2 separate regions of the Gossypium hirsutum genome follow, and region 1 is linked to region 2. The links are chromatin contacts, called in public Hi-C maps. All regions are on one chromosome and are shown on one strand. Each heading gives the region's core, a stretch centred on a gene start, on an enhancer-like site or on the middle of the called end of the contact. The rest is flanking DNA. Distances are from core to core; before and after follow the strand shown. Region 1 has its middle 5.7 kb from the start of LOC107913336. Region 2 holds the start of LOC107913337 (protein NOI4).

Region 1 (5,921 bases), core at 106-2,605, 230 kb after region 2:
TGGCTAGGGCCTTGGTTGTAAGAATTATTATTATTTTATTATTAGGTTATTTACATAGTTTGTTTAATATCAGTTATGTTAGCATAGATTCATTAAGTATAGGTGAACCTAATCCATTGTAACGCTTCATAACCAGGTCCAGAAATCATGTCAAGTATGAGGTGTTACACTTATTATCACATACTCTTAGAAAAACTTTGAACCAAAAGTTATCTCCTCGGTTCTATGGATCTTATCCGATGGAGGCCAAAATTGGCAAGGCAGCTTATAGCCTGAAGTCTGCTGGAGCACAAATTCACCATATGTTCCACGTCTCATTATTCAAGAAACATATAGGTAAGTCTTCTAGTCAACTAGGCCTACCTCATATGGGACTTGATGGGACTCTACCAAAGAAACCAGTTTATGTTTTGGACCGAAGGATGGTTAAGAAGGGCTCACAAGCTGTGACTCAGGTGTTAGTCCAATGTACAAATACATTTACTAATAATTCAACTTAAGAGGACCTACCAGATCTGGGATAGCGTGTTTCAACCTTCAATCCTTGAGGACAAGGATCTTATTTTGGGCAAGAGGTAGTTGATATGGAACGATTTATGCAACAACTATTTTGGGTTTTAAGTCCTATTATTTTTTTTATTTTATTTCTATTATTTATTTTTGTCTAAAGGATATGTTTCACCAAGTGTAATAATGAAACACTGCGTAGAGGAGCTGGCCTAATGATCCACAAAATACGGGTTGTACACCTGTTTTGATTTTCTCTCCTTTCTTATACGCAGCATGCTTTGGATGCTAAAATTATGAAATTACATATGAATTGATTTATCCCATCTCTCAATTCTTTCTATTCATTCTCTAATTTTCTTCTCCTTCTTCTATTTTCTTTTTCGAAAAATATACCACATCACACTTCCTCGCTCCCTTTCTTAAGTCATATTCCATGAAAAGCTACTCAAGATCTTCGAATCTTGAAACCCATTTTCGAACCTTAACGCCTCTAATATATAAATCCATCTGTTGAATCTCCCTGGGTTCGAGGTAGGATATTCTCCGCATCGGAATTCCTTTCTTCACCCTCGAGATTGTCCTAAAACATCTTGGAAACCACCAAATATGTAGCGGAGTGCTCTTCTTCTTTTTTCTTGATTTTTTTTGTTGTTGCTTGATGGTAAATGATTGTTGGTTTTAGGGGTTATGTGAGTTTGAGAGATGGTGATGGGTAAAGCAATGGAGGGTAAGGGTGGAAGGTTGTGGGTGTCGCTGAGGTCAAGAGTGGGTTGAGGGGAGAGCAACGATGACCATGGGTTGGTGGCGAGAAAGTGAGTTTGAAAGTTGAAAGAGACAGTGGTCAAAGAACCGGTGGAGTTATGATGGTGGTGATAGTAGTGGTGAGGGTGAAAGCAAAAAGATGGTTGTGCTACCAGGGGGCTTGGTAGAGATGAGATTGTAAGTAATTATTGGCATTTGGGTTTTTTTGTAGTTTACCAAAAATAAAATAAAGTAAAAAAAAAATAAAGGGTTATAATTTGTTTAAATTATATGGCGATGAAATGGAAGCAACATCAGTATTTAACGAAACAATTTGTGCCATGTCTAATTTCTATTACACCTTGGTTAATGGCACAATGATAAACTGTTATAAATTGACAATGTTAATAACCAAATTATAACAATTAAAATATCAGTGACCAAAGAGTAAACTTAAACAAATATAAATAACTATTTTTGTAATTAACCTATTCTAAAAAAAACTTTCATGTAAAATAAGAAACAATCATAGACGGAGAAGTTCATAGTGCGACAAGTGGCAAGCCACATTAATAGACATATCATCATTTTAATATTACTGTTATAGAAAAATTAATAAAACAATAAATAAAAGTGGATGAAAATACGAGAGAATTTTTCATTGTCGTATTTTCACTTACAATGTGCTATTTATAAGCTCATTTACATTCAATTAATAAATGTATTACATTTAATGAACTAGGTTTTCTTAATTACTCCATTTAATGATCTCTTGATTATAAATGAAGTAAAAAGTTTTATCTCATTACTTTAATATGCTTAGGGGGTTATAGACATCCATTTAATTTACAACACTCCCCCTTGGATATCTTTTAAGTAAGAATGTGCCTAATTAAAAAATTTATTAGGAAAAACCCTGTGGGATAAAAACCTAATGAAGGAAAAAGAGTACACAATCTCATATTACAAGTTGCCTCGTTAAAAACCTTTACCAGGAAAACCCAGTGGGACAAAACCTTGGTTAAAGAAAAAGAGTACAATGTGTTTTAGACTCCCCCTAATGACGATGTCACATTATATCTTTTAGTAGATGTATTCCAATATTATTTCGTAGTCTTTCAAATGTTGAAGTTGGCAATGCCTTGGTAAAAAGATCTGTTAAATTATTACTAGAACAAATTTTTTGAACTTCTATGTCACCTTTCTTCTCAAGATCATGAGTGAAGAATAATTTTGGTAAAATATGTTTCGTTCTGTCACCTTTGATATAACCACCCTTTAATTGAGCTATACATGCTGCATTATCTTCGTATAAGATAGCTGGAATATTTTCCTGTAAAAGGCAAATTATATATCTTTTGGATATGTTGGGTTAATAACCTTAGCCAAACACACTCTCGGCTTGCATCATGCATTGCAATTATTTTAGTATGAGTTGAAGAGGCAGCAGCTAATGTTTGCTTTGTCGAACGCCATGAAATGGTAGTACCTCCACATGTAAATAAATATCCCATTTGAGATCGACCTTTATGTGGATTCGATAAATATCCAGCATCAGCATAACCAACTAATAGGGATTTTGAATCATTTGAATAAAATAACCCCATATCAATGATCCCTCTAAGATATCTAAATACATGTTTAATTCCATTCCAATGTCTACGTTTTGGAGAAGAACTAAATCTTGCTAACAAGTTTACAGCAAAAGCTATATCAGGTTTTGTGTTATTTGCAAGATACATCAATGCTCCTATGGTACTTAGATATGGTACTTCAGGACCAAGAAACTCTTCATCATTCTCACAAGGACAAAATTGATATTTATTCACATCTAACGATCGTACAACAATCGGGGTACTCAATGGATGTGCTTTATCCATATAAAATTTATTTAAGATCTTTTTCGTATAAGTTGACTGATGGACAAGAATTCCATCTTTTAAATGCTCGATCTGTAGGCCAAGATAAAATTTTGTTTTTCCGAGATCTTTCATCTCAAATTCTTTCTTTAAATAATTTACTACATTTTGAAGCTCTTCAGGAGTTCCAATAATATTTAGATCATCAACATAAATAACAATTATCACAAAGTTTGATTCAGACTTTTTTATAAAAACAAATGGGTAAATTGGATCATTTTTATAATCTTCTTTTAACAAATATTCACTAAGACGATTGTATCACATATGTTCAGATTGTTTTAATCTATATAAACTTTTCTTTAATCTGATTGAGAAATTTTCCTGGGAAACTCTATATCCTTCAGGAATTTTAAATCCTTCTAGGATTTTCATATAAATTTCACTATCAAGTGTACCATACAAATAGGCTGTAACAACATCCATTAGACACATGTCAAGTTTTTCACATACTGCCAGACTAATAAGGTATCTAAACGTGATTGCATCCACCACAGGAGAATATGTCTCTTCATAATCAATGTTGGATCTTTGCAAAAATCCTTGTGCTTCAAGCCGTGATTTATATGTTACGTCTTTATTTTTCTCATTTGGTTTTCGTACAAATATCTATTTATATCCTACCGGCTTTACATATTTAGGGGTTTGGACTATAGGTCCAAAAACCTTACGTTTAGAAAGTGAATTTAATTCTGCTTGAATTGCGTCTTTCCATTTTGGCCAGTCTTTTCTATTTCTACATTCCTCAATAGATTTAGGCTCAGGATCCTCATTTTCTTTTGCTATTTCAATAGCAACATTATAAGCAAAATTGTTGTTGGCAACTATATTTTTTTGGTTCTATCTTTTTCCTGAAGTAATATAACTTATTGAGATTTCTTCATTATCACCATTTTCAGGTACCTGAACCTCTTCTGGGGTTTTTTGATTAGTTATATCTTTGGCCTCTTCTGGGGTACTTGCCTCCACAATATTACCATCTTGAATAATTGCTCCTTTCCTTTTACGAGGATTTTTATCTTTAGAACCGATTGGCCTTCCACGCTCAGGCGTGGATTACTTTCTTTTGCACTAACAATTTGCCTTATTGGGATATCAAATCGTATTGGAGCATTTTCAGCTGGAATGTGAGATTTTATAATTCTCTTTAGGTCAGTAAATGAATCTAGCAGCTGATTGGCAATGTTTTGCAAATGTATAATCCTTTGAAATTCTTGTTCATATTGACTTGTATGAGGATCTAATTGAGATAATAATGATCCATTCCATGTAATTTCTTTTACCAGTTGTATTTTTTCTTACCCTAATTTGGGAATGTTGTTTCATCAAAATGACAATTAATAAATCGTGTAGTAAATAAATCTCCAGTTAATGGTTCAACATATTTAATTATAAAAGGAGATTCATAACCAACATATATTCCCAACCTCCTTTGAGGACCCATCTTTGTGCGTTGTGGTGAAGCAATTGGAATATATACTGCACATCCAAAAATTCTAAGATGGGAATTATTTGGCTCCTAACCAAAAGCCAATTGTAATGGGGAGTACTTATTATAACTTGTTGGCCTTAAGCACACAAGTGCTGCTGCATGCAAAATAGCATATCCCCAAGCTGTAACAGGGAGTTTTGTTCGCATGAGTAATGGTCGAGCTATTAGTTGAAGGCATTTGATAAACGATTCAGCTAAACCATTTTGTGTATGAACATTAGCTACAGGATGTTCAACTTTTATCCCAATTGACATACAATAATCATTAAAAGCTTGGGATGTAAACTCACTAGCATTATCAAGATGAATAGTTTTGATTGCATAATCTGGAAATTGTGCTCTTAATCGAATTATTTGAGCAAGTAGTCTCGCAAACACCAGGTTGCGATTGATAATAAACACACATGTGACCACCTACTAGATGCATCTATTAATACCATAAAATATCGGAATGGTCCACATGGTGGATGAATGAGCCCACATATATCACCTTGAATACGTTCCAGAAATGCGGGAGATTCAATTCCAACTTTAGCTGGTGATGGTCTAATAATCAATTTTCCTTTAGAACAAGCGACACAAGATAAATCCTTGAATTCAAGAATGTTTTGGTTCTTTAATGGGTTTCCAATTAAATTCTCGATGATTCTTCGCATCATAATAGATTCGGGATGGTCTAATTAGTCATGCCAAATAGTAAAAGTATGTGGTTTTACAAACTTCTGGTTTGTAGTAACATGCGACTCAATTGCACTAATATGTGTATAACATAAACCTGATGAAAAAGCAGGTAGCCTCTCCAAAACATATTTCTTTCCGCATTCAACATTTGTAATATATAGATATTCAACATTTTTCTCATTCATAGTCTCAATATGATATCCATTAAGACGAATATCTTTAAAACTCAATAAATTTCTTTGAGACTTAGTGGAATATAAGGCATCATCAATGATAAATTTTGTACCTTTAGGTAATATTATAATAGCTCTTCTAGAGCCTTTAATAAGTTTTGAACTACCTGGTATTGTATTAACATTGGCATTACTCATTGTCAAATGAGAAAAATATTTATTATCTTTGAGTATCGTATGTGCTGTAGCACTATCTGCAAGACACATGTCTTCATTGAATTGGGTCCATCGAAATTTTTTTGAATATTCATATTCTTCATAAAAACAAACAAAATATAATATGAGAAACATTGCAAATATTTATTAAATATATAAATTATTTTTTATGCAAGAAAATAAAATATA
Region 2 (5,185 bases), core at 313-2,812:
TAAACTACAAATAGAAATAACATCACTGAGACAATCCGACCTCTAAATGCCAGAAAAGTTTCCTTGACACTAGCAGGCTCTAACATCAGTTTCAGCTTAAAAGAATACTTTATTTAACAACTGCAAAATCAATTGTCATGCTTAGCAATGCGGAAGGCGATCTTTCCGCAGTCAGGTACCATTTTGAATTTGAATTATTATATCTCATTTGTAGGGCCTAAACAGACCTTGGTCCATGTTTAAAATTAACCAAACACTGGTTATTGATCACTTACACAAACCGAAAATAAAACTGGGTCTAAGATTACAAGCATTCAATATTTCTTAAAAGTAGGATATGCCTAACAAAAACAATCATAAATGGTTCATGAAACAAACTGTTTTATACAACTATACAATGACTGACTGGTGACTATTATTATTCACAGGGAGATGCTTGGTGGGTACAACAGTGAAAATAAAAAGACAAACCGAGATAGCAACAATACAACCAATTACACAGGTAAAGCAGAATCTTTACAGTAAGCAATAATTGTACAAATCACAATAATCATTTAAGGAAATGAAAAAGTTACCATATAAAAGCATATAACATGAAATGCAGTGAAAAGCTTCGCTTATCTTAAAAACAAGATAAAAAAGGAATCGGCCAAAAAGTCGAACTCGAAGTGACATATGCTAACAATCAAAATTATATCAATTCATGGAAATCCCAGCATAAATTAGGTCACAACTTTGGGGAGAATCATTGCCATAGATCTCAGAAAGAACTCTCTAATTATGTGGTGGATAGAAAATTTCATTCACTTCAGAACATGAACAAACTTATAGGCTTATGACATCAATGATGAAGCTATTAGAGCATCAAAACATTCCCAAAAAAAGCTAATCAATATTCTAACTCAGCCATTTCCTAATGCATTCCATTTTCATTCAATATGAATCTAACTTCCATCCTCCAAAGTTCTAATGGAATAAAATTACATTTAAAAAGAAAACAAATTTCCCACCATAAATCATGCTATTACAGAAGGAACTCGCTCAAATGGTATACAATTCATCAGTTTAAATAAAAGGAAAAGCTCAAAACCAGTTTCCAGCAAAACTCGTCAAAGAAAAACAGAAACAAAAAAGCATATAAAACAGGGTAAATTTTTAATAATACACTAAAAACGTGCCTTTTAAAAAAACGCTATGATTAGCAACAACATCAAGCTTGATTCTTTTTTAAAGGGAAAATACAATAAAAACAAGAATCAAAAACCCAAAAACAAATGAATCAAAACAATCTCAAAAGCTCAAAACCATCACAAACAAGAAAATCAAACCAAACAACAAAACTAAACCTTTTTTTCAACAAATTTAAACGGATTTTTTAAAAACAAAAACAAAAAGTGATTACATACCGACATGAATTCTTGAAAGAGAAACCCCTTCTCGTAATGAGAGAGAGAGAGAGAGAGAGAGAGAATGATAGCTTATAAAGAGAAAGGAAAAAAAATGAAATTTTTTAGACGAGAAAATGTGAATTAGAAACGAGGAAGGACAGGAAAAAAATAATATATAACGGAATTGGGGTAAACCACGTTAGCTTTGACGGTTAACGGAAGGGTTAAATTGAGCCGTCAGTGGAACCGTGAATGATGACGTGGAAGGTGCACAAATAACGGGGAACGGTAAGATGAGCTGGCAAACGGCGCGGTGACAGATGTTGACAAATGATTTGCTGGCGCTGTTCACCAATTTAGAGTTTTGAGGATTAATTTAATTAATTTGTTTTTCTTTAAAAAAAGTAATTACTAATTTTGATATTTTTAAAATATAGTATAATGATTCAAAACCTTTCAAATTTTAAATTATCTAAAAATAATTTTTTTTGATTGATTATTTTTCATGAAATTATTTTATTCATGCGTGTTGAAATTTTATTTCAAAATCATTTAAGAGATACATGAATAAATAGATGGGACTTGTTTTATTTTTAGGGTTGGTTCAAATTCTATTTTATTTATTGCAATGAATATTAACATAATAAAAAATCCGTTTAAATTTATCAAAGTTTCTAATTTTTAAATCAAATAAATTTTTTATTCTTATTTATTATTTTTTTTATTTTAATTATATGGTTCTATTCATTGAATAAATTAATAAATTTATTTTTTAAAAACAAAATTCATTTGAAGAAAGTATTTGTTTTGATATTTAGTAGTAGAGGATTATTAATTTAATAACAATTTTTTTCAAGTTAAAAACTTTGGCACAAATTAGTGTACCAAATAAAAATAAAAAAAAAAATTGGATTTGATTATAAAACTAAAAAAACGTGAAGTTGGAAATGTAGAAATTGAGTTGGAAGCTAATAAAAGTATGAGTTGTTTTATTTATGAGAAATTAGATGCAAATGTCAATTCTAGTTGTTGATTAAATTATATAAAAGATGCTCATTATAGCCAATGAAAATAGTTTGATTTTTTATATATTCTTTAATTTTAGTAGAAGATACAATAAGATTCTCTCTTTATAATATATATATATATATATATTTTTGTCAAAGATATTCTTTCCTCTTTTTCTTTGAGGGGTTTTTCTTTTTCCCTTTTGAGAGAGGAAAAAAGGGGTAATAAAAGGCAGCATTATAGATTCAGCCATCCCATATAAACAAAAATTATTTTTGTGTTAATACGTATATATATATTTTTGGGTAATTTACAAGATAAAGTCTTTTTTTAATATTTATGGAAATGGGCCAATATTTTTATTATTTACCAGAAAGGGCTGAATTCCGTCCACGTCAGCGCGATTTCAGGTGACATGTCAGTAAAACTCGTCCTTGGGGGAGCGTTTTGCCCGTTTTACCCCCTCCCCCAACGGTCCTTTTTTTTGACCATTTGAACCCCCAACGGTAAAAAGAAAAACTATAACACCCCCGTTTCATCCTTTCAATATTCTTTCAAATTTCTCTCAAATTTCTCTGAAAGCTCTTTTTAATTTTTGTAAAAAAGCTCTATTTAAATTTTTTCTGAATAATTTTTTAAAATATAAAAATATTCGATCTTGTTAGCAATGGCAGGAGAATTAATTCGTCTTGATAATAAACACAACTCCGTCAAACAAATGAAAATGGTAAGTGTTAAATTTAATTTTTCAATATTATTTAAGATTTTTATTTATTTATGCAATTTTAATTCATTTTTATTTTATAATTTTTTATAAAAGTCTGTAGATCGGGTGTTGCAATGCTATATCCATAATATATCTGGTCCTCCATCACCATTGATAGAGAATTACCTGCGGGAAGCGGGTTTTTGGCACGTGGCCATGATAGGCCTAGGGTGCAAGTTGAACTCGAAACTCATTAGTGCATTGATAGAGAGGTGGAGACCCGAGACGTACACATTCCATCTTCCATGCAGAGAGTGTACTATCACTTTAGAAGACATGCATTTGCAATTGGGATTGCCGGTGGATGGGTACGCAGTCGCCGGGTCCACTCAATCTACTGATTGGGGAGCCATATGCTACGAGCTTTTGGGTACTATTCCGAATAATATTAACGGAGGTCGGATCGAGATGGGCTGGTTACGAGACACATTCTTAAAGCCGGATAATGATTCGACTGAACTAGAAAGAATACGATATGCTCAGGCATACATTCTTGAGATAATTGTAGGTTATCTGATGCCGGACTTGTCACGAAACCTCGTACATCTGAGATAGTTGCTGAAACTCATTGATTTTAGAGTAGCTGGTGAATTTAGTTGGGGATCTGCCGTGTTGGCAACATTGTACCAAGAGATGTGCAGGGCGACGCGACCGAATAAAGCCAAAATCGGAGGTTGCCTATCACTACCGCAATCATGGGCACGGTTTCGCTTTCAGTTTTTAAGTCCTCGAGTGGACCAATCATATACATTACCACTCATAACGAGGTAAATTTTATATTAGATTTTACAATTATTACGTAGATTTAAAATATAATCGTATGCTAAAAATTTATTTAATTAGGTGGAACCGTTCGGCAATTTATGTTGGATTACCTACCTCTCTTGAAGATATACGGCTTCTATTAGACCAACGGTCGGAAACACAAGTAAGTATTAAATAAAATAGATATACATAATAAAATAGTCGATTCGTATTTAGTATTTAGTATTTAGTATTCTGTATATAACTAATATTTTTTATCATGTTCATATAGTTTCAATGGACACCATACGAGGATTAGACAATTCGGGCAGTAATTCCGGATGAATACTTTCAAAATCCGAACATTTGGCATGTGAAGGTCCCATTGGTCAACTATGCCACCGTAGAGATGCATCAGTCGGATAGAGTATTACGGCAATTTGGATTCCGACAACCGATTCTTATGACACCTGAAGTGTTCGATGATGAAAACGAAGTTGACTTACAACAGTTGCATACGGATTGGCTGAGATATTGTTCAGCATATATTGAAATGTAGGAAAATCGGTATGATTACATACCTACTCGGGAATCAATCATCGTTCCAGAGTTAGCGTGCGTGCCGGAATACATACCATGGTTTAGGATCCATGACAAGCCATATTTACTGTCAAAAGATGAGAGGTAATGGCAAATTTATGTTGAAAGGGAACGACAGGGCCATTTAAATCCAAGAAGAAGGGATAACGATGCGGGCTCATCAACAGTACCCACACAATCACTAGACCCATCAACAGCGCTCATACAATCACCAGGCCCATCAATAGTGCTAACACAGTCACCGGGCCCAATACTTCAACTGACGACACCCACATCACAGCCTTTTCAGATTATGTCAGGTGCGTATCCTAGCCCTTTTATGTATCCTAACCCTTATATGTTTCCTTTTTCCAGTCCTATGGCAGGTTAGAATGCATGGCCCGATTCATCTCTATTCCTGATTACTCCGAGTGGACCGTCGATCTATAGGCCACCGTCACATGAGGGATCGCACAAGGGGCCATCGGGGAGCTCTTCTTTTTACTAATCCTCATTGCCTTATAGGATTTAAACACCTTCATATGGGTGATGCAAATGCCTCCGCATTCATTATTCTATTTAGATGGGTCATCCTCCTAACACCTACAACCAAATCCCCTACCGGAGGAACCAGAATCCCCGCAGGAGTAACCCAACCCCCTCTAGAAGCTGGACAAATGAAGAATCCAGCACGTAACCG

Evidence for each region. A called contact is a pair of places that touch in the nucleus more often than the background predicts.
Region 1: a contact with region 2 is called in a Hi-C map of leaf, with 3 times the contacts expected there. The contact joins the enhancer-like site here to the promoter of LOC107913337 in region 2. A contact is called at or near these places in 2 of 34 Hi-C or Micro-C datasets (leaf and seedling).

What each region holds. Positions count from the first base shown.
Region 1 is chrA13:92,394,531-92,400,451 of Gossypium_hirsutum_v2.1, forward strand. No RefSeq gene overlaps it. Among protein-coding and RNA genes, the nearest start is that of LOC107913336, 5.7 kb to the right of the region's middle. Within about 2 kb of position 1,356, at least 7 of the 9 cell types and tissues checked have an H3K27ac peak or open chromatin away from gene starts, as enhancers often do. A contact at or near this core is called in leaf, where this site is marked.
Region 2 is chrA13:92,163,604-92,168,788 of Gossypium_hirsutum_v2.1, forward strand. LOC107913337 (protein NOI4) reads right to left here and starts at 1,563. Exons shown (of 3, transcript XM_016841891.2): 1 at 1,407-1,563. The coding sequence starts at 1,412.